Linked DNA regions of Sus scrofa: region 1 is linked to region 2. A link is a contact called in public promoter capture Hi-C data. All regions are on one chromosome and are shown on one strand. The core of a region is the stretch at or near the end of the contact, and the rest is flanking DNA. Distances in the headings are between cores, read along the strand shown. Region 1 holds the start of SMAD1 (SMAD family member 1). Region 2 overlaps SMAD1 (SMAD family member 1).

Region 1 (2,877 bases), core at 93-2,592, 58 kb before region 2:
TAGCTTCTTTCACTTAGCATAGGGTTTGCAAGTTTCATCCACGTAGAATGTCAGAACTTCATTCCTTTTTATGACTGAATGTGTTCCATTGTGTGCATACAGCACATTCTATTTATCAAAGGAGGGTTTGAGCACAGTAGTGACCTGTTTGGAGTGGCATTTCACAAGGCTCATTGCAACTGTTGCTGCCAGGGGTAGAGAATGAATTAACTGTCAAATGCTGTTCTTAGGGGAAACAAGACAAGGCCCAAGAATTGACCTGTAAGTGCTCAAATAATTGAACGAAGAAATTAGCAGACATAGTCTGACTATATATAAACAGTATTTTATGTATTTGGGGGGACCTGTTGCATTTCTTTTGAATGATTAAACATGGGATGTAGCAATAAGATGGTTAATAAGTAAGAATTTAAAATGGAATGTGCACATGTAAAGTACATGACAATTGGAGAATACCATTAATTTGACTTAAAAAAAATGATGGTAATAGTTCTTTTGGAACACGTAAATTTACTCCTCAGAATCATTATTCTCTAAACATAACCTTACCCTAATCATCCAAGATTTCAGGCCAGCTTCTAGAGAGCCGGCTAAGAGAAGAAAAAACTCTCATAAACAGACATTTTTAATGTCTGTGCAGATCAGGTGGATGGGAGCTAGTTTAGTTTTATTTTGGGAAGTTGGTGTCAACCAAAAGGTGGCAGAACCTGGATCAAAAAATTGAGAGTTCTGTTGCGGCATCTGTCATTTGGAGCAAAGACGTTAACTACTGGAATCTCTAGATCCTGAAACTGGCATCAAACACATGTATTGATTCAAGGTTTGGGCTAAGTACAAGAAATAGTTACTAGGTTATCCAGTTTTCAGTACGTGCAACTTCTGGGGCTTGCAAATCTTTGAGGAGTGAGGGGCAAGGAAAACTAGACCTAAAAGGCGAGGCTCGAAAGGTGATGATCAAAAATGCACTCTATGTTTAAAATGCGATTCGGTGGGCGGGGTGGCCAAATGTTTCGGAAAATAAACATAGAACGCGGAACTTCCCTTGCAGGTAAGGCTGAGTTGGCTTCACGGGGACCAGAGGAGGCAGGGACAGCCGTTTCGATTCCTAGGAATCAGCGGGGCGGTGGGCGGGGGAGGCGGCGCGGGCCCGGCGCTCGCGCTGGCGGGGCCGGGAATTTGGAGAGGATCCCTGGTCGCGCGGCGGCGGCGGCGGCGCGCGCGGGTGCGCGTGTGAGCGAGCGAGGGAGCGGGAGGGCGAGTGCGCCCGGTATTGGCAGCGGAGGAGTGGAGGCTGGGCGGCTCCGACTCCCTGACGCCAGCGCGACCAGATCAATCCAAGCTCCCGGAGCAAGCGAGCGAGCGGGCGGGCGGGAGGAGGAAGGAGAGGCCGAGCCGCTGAGCCCGAGCCGAGGCGCGGGGAGGGACCCTGCGAGCGCAGCGCCCGGCCGGCCGGACCGGGGCCGCGGGGGACCCCGCTCGCCCGGCCACCTCGTGCGCCCGCGCGGACGGGCGCGCAGCCAACCCGGTAAAACGAAACAGACCCGAACCCAACTTTCTCCTCCGCCGCGTCCCCGCCCTCCCTTCGGCGCCCCGCGGACTTTCCAGCGCCGCCGCCACCGCCTCGGGTTGGGGCGGGCGCGGGCCAGCCGGGTGGCCGCGGTCGTGCACCGGGCCAGTGGTGCGGTTGAGGCGGAGAGGGGGCTCTTCCCCGCGTGGGGCGGACCGGCACCCCCCCCCCCCATGATGGCGCCTCCCGGCAGCTCTAGGGAACCAACCTGCCACCTTCTCTCCCCTCGCGCTCCGCCAGCCAGGCTGGGCTTGGGCCGGAGTGCCCCCTGCGTCTTTGTTGGGTCCCCGGCGGGGACGCCGCGTCCCTTGGCCCCCAGCCTCGCCCCGATCCCTGCCCGCGGCCGGCCCTCGGCGGCCACCCTCCCCCCTCCGCCCGTTTCCCTTTCCCTTCCTGCAGCCGGGCCTGAGCCGTCGGCGCGGCCCGCCGGGCCCATTGTGTCCCGCGCCGGCCGGGCGACCCCTGCGGGAGTCGGAGGGCGGCCGCGGGCGCTGTCCTTTCCGCGAAGTGGGGCTCGCGCGAGGGGGCACCCGGTGCCCTGCGTCCCTCCGGCTTCGGGCCGGGCTCCCTCTTCTGCCCCGGCCAGCCTCTTGAGGGTCGAGGTCAAGGAAAGTTCTCACCTAAATTCTCTCTAATTTAGTCAAAGGTTTGGCTGCACGTAATTTTTTTTTTTCTCTTCCGCCTACCCCCCCCCCCCCCCCGCGCCCCGAGTCTCCAAGTGTCGTCTCATTCCTTTCCCTTTCCCGGATTTGATTGCCTCACTGCATGTGTATTTGTGAGTTCGCCGTGGAACAAGTGTTCATTTACTCTGCGCATGGTCTTTGTTAGTGTTTCTCGGGGTTGTTTCTGCAGGAAGGTGGGGGTGGTGGGTGTGAGAGAGACAGACGTGGGCTTGTTTTTCTAGTTGCTTAATACATATGAAGGCTTCCCAGGGAGAGCGTTTCCTTGATGTACTTTGGGAAGGGAGGAGGAACAGATGCCTGCCGGATCTTACAACTCCAGTAGCTGCGGCTTTTGTTTATTTTGAGGCGTGGACGATGTTTAAATGCACCGTGCAAGATCCCCAGTAAGGCGCTTTCCCTTCTGCAGATCGAGGAGCGTCTCAGAACTGTCTCCTGAGAAAGCACCATTGTCGTGAGAGCTCTGACAGCCGGCCTTTTTCTTTCCGCTGAGGTTCTTTTGCCATTGCAGCTGAAGTTTCAAAGTCTATGGAATGATCCCAGAAGTTGCCTGAGCTCTGTATGCCTTTGCGTTGCTGAAACTCTTCGCGATTAGCTCGATCGCAGAATGCCTTTATTTCAGAGCATATC
Region 2 (2,781 bases), core at 110-2,609:
TGGGCAGGCCTACCAGACTAATAGAGTAGCTGTGGAACAATCTTGAAAGATGCAGAAACAGATTTGAACATACCTACCTGGTTCTTGAATAGCATATTTTAACATAATCAAGTAATTCTTACCAAGTTAATGTATAAATAAAATGGGATCCCAATTAAATAAGTACCTATAATCTTTTTTTTTTTTTTTTTTTTTTTTTTGTCTGGAGGTTGACAAGGTGATAACTAAAGTTCATATGGAAAAGTAAGCCCATGAGCGAAATATTAAAAAGGAAGAACTGGGAGAGGAGACTAGCTCTACAGATGTTAACACCACACAGTCTCTATCATGAAAACAGTCATCCTGAGGCACAGACTAGAATGGAATGGGATGGAATATCTACAGATAGACCCAGACATATATGGAGATTTGTGAGAAAGATGGTATCTCCAGTCACTAGGACAGAAATGGTTTTTTAATAAGTGGTATTAGGGCAACTGGCTGACCATTTAGAAAAAGATAAAAATAGACCTATTCCTTTTTTTTTTTTGCTTTTTAGGGCCACCCCCGCAGCATATGGAGGTTCCCAGGCTAGGGGTCTAATCAGAGCTATAGCCTCCGGCCTACACCACAGCCACAGCAACGCCAGATCTGAGCCAAGTCTGCGACCTACACCACAGCTCACAACGCCTGATCCTTAACCCACTGATTGAGGCTAGGGATCAAACCTGCAACTTCATGGTTCCTAGTCAGAGTCGTTTCCGCTGCACCACGATGGGAACTCCTAGATCTATTCCTAATACTGTGAGTAAGCTGAACTCCAAAAGGATCCAAGATTTAAATAAAATATGAAACTTTATATGTACTGGAAGAATGCATGGGTGAATTCCTCCTTACAGTCTGGGTGTAGAAGACGACTTTCTAGGACTCAATCCATATTCAATAAAAGAAAATATTGATAAACTTGACTATCAAAAAAAAATAAATTTGCACATAAGCAAAGTCAAAAGACAAATTAGGAAGTGCCCATGGCATGTGGAATTTTCTGGGCCAGGGATCGAACCCAAGCCACAGTAGTGACAACGCTGGGTCCTTAACCCACTGAGCCACAGAGCATCTCCCCTCAATACCTTGTTGAAGTTCATTAAAATATGCCTGTCCCTATATCAGCAGTGGCAGAATCATCTCATATTAATCAGCAGAGGTGAGCAAAAAGGTATTGCTCTTGTCCGGCTCCGGTATAGAGGGCTAAGTTGTTGGAGTTGGTGGCTAACTTCCCGGGTCATGTACAAAAGCTGACTGAGCTCCCCCAGAGTGTACACTAAGGGCAGCCCTGTGCTTTAGAGCCAGACCACTGCACACCACAGCAGTTACCCGGGAACACATGTGCGGAGTGTGCAGAAATACACTGCCCCCTGCTGCCGCTGTCATCTGCAGGCAAGGAAAGGAAGTAAATTCCCATTTTGAAAACTCTCTTGGGCAGTAGGAATTACTAAAACAGGGGCTTCAGTAAGGGGGTCGTAGCGGGGGTGGGGTGGGGGGGGAGATGGAGAGTTGACTTGAGTTGCTGTCTGGCGCTGCAGTTGGTGGGCGGGGTCTAGAGGCCTCTGTTTTCGGCCTTTTAAAGGTGCGGGTCAGAATGGGGGCTAGAGCTAGCTGACCATAAAAGGCAAGCTGGAAGTGGTAACAGGCTGCGACAACAGAAAGAAAAAGAGAACGTTTGATTACGGAGGTAATTTAAAGATACTGTACTATTTCAGAGCATGTGTTTATTTTTGGAATATAGAGTTCTATGGTGTTGGGGAAACTTTGTGACTATTGGGAACTCTTTCATCAACAAAACAAGTGTATAAGGAGGAATTATGCCTTTATTCCCTTAGGGTTTTCTTTTTTTTTTTTAATTGAAGTATAGTTGATTTACCATGTTCTGTTAAGTTTCAGGTGTACAGCTAAGTGTCTCAGATATAGATAGACAGATATGTGTGTATGCTTTTTCAGATTCTTGTCCATTACAGGGAGAAATTATACTTTTGATGACGATTTGGACAGATTTCCATCACTGTGTGAGAAATGAAATACACTTATACGGAAAAGATTTGTTTCTAAGGGATCAAATAGTAGGGAAATCTTATTGCTACAGGATTTGGGGAGATTTAAGATACAGCATGTGAGAAATTTTAATACCTTCAAAAACCCATTTTTACTTATACAATTTTCTGCTCATGAATTAGTGATAATCCAAGTGTTAGGAGCACTTTTTGCTGTAGAAATTATCTAAGTCATGGATAGATTCCCTGGAAAGCCCTCAAAAATCTACTTAGTTCCTAATGCCACTAAATACGGGTTTCTTTTGGAAAATACATTGAGTCCGTAACTCCCAACAACAATCACAGATTTTAAATCTCTTCCCATGCTGTTTACCAAACGAGTTGTTTTTCTCTTTCTGCCAAGGTCATAAGGGCAGTAGGCATTCCAAGGACCTTTATTATTGGGAGGGGCCGCCTGGTGACCCTGGCCAGAGGCTGAGGCACTAACCCCTACCAACCCTTCCCTTCCTTGATCATTGCCTTTGTAGTGGCTCTGCCTCCTGAGGTTTCTGGGGGTTGGGGACCAGCGAGCTGCTAATTCCTAGGTTCCTAACATGCAGAGCTTTTAAGAATGGCTTGCTTTATTTCCTTCTCTTCCAGTGTGTACATTTGGGGACCTTTATACCTTGGGTATTCAGGTAGCAAAATGTGGGTTGTATGACCTGTTTCTTCCTTTGCCTATCAGGTAGTGATAAGGATTACTGAGAAGTGGGTA

What was found. Promoter capture Hi-C pulls out the DNA fragments that hold promoters and counts their contacts.
Region 1: a promoter capture Hi-C map of liver shows a contact between it and region 2, with 4 times the contacts expected there. The contact joins the promoter of SMAD1 here to the enhancer-like site in region 2. A contact is called at or near these places in 1 of 5 promoter capture datasets (liver), 8 of 47 Hi-C or Micro-C datasets (alveolar macrophages, fetal heart ventricle, fetal skeletal muscle and 5 more) and 1 of 2 datasets of contacts at active chromatin or transcription factors (skeletal muscle).

The regions. Positions count from the first base shown.
Region 1 is chr8:82,986,374-82,989,250 of Sscrofa11.1, reverse strand. SMAD1 (SMAD family member 1) reads left to right here and starts at 1,342. Exons shown (of 7, transcript NM_213965.1): 1 at 1,342-1,525.
Region 2 is chr8:82,928,084-82,930,864 of Sscrofa11.1, reverse strand. The region is part of intron 2 of SMAD1 (SMAD family member 1); the gene reads left to right. The region is part of intron 6 of LOC102165892 (a long non-coding RNA gene); the gene reads right to left. Among named protein-coding and RNA genes, the nearest start is that of SMAD1, 58 kb to the left of the region's middle. Within about 2 kb of position 1,359, at least 20 of the 83 cell types and tissues checked have an H3K27ac peak or open chromatin away from gene starts, as enhancers often do. A contact at or near this core is called in liver and skeletal muscle, where this site is marked.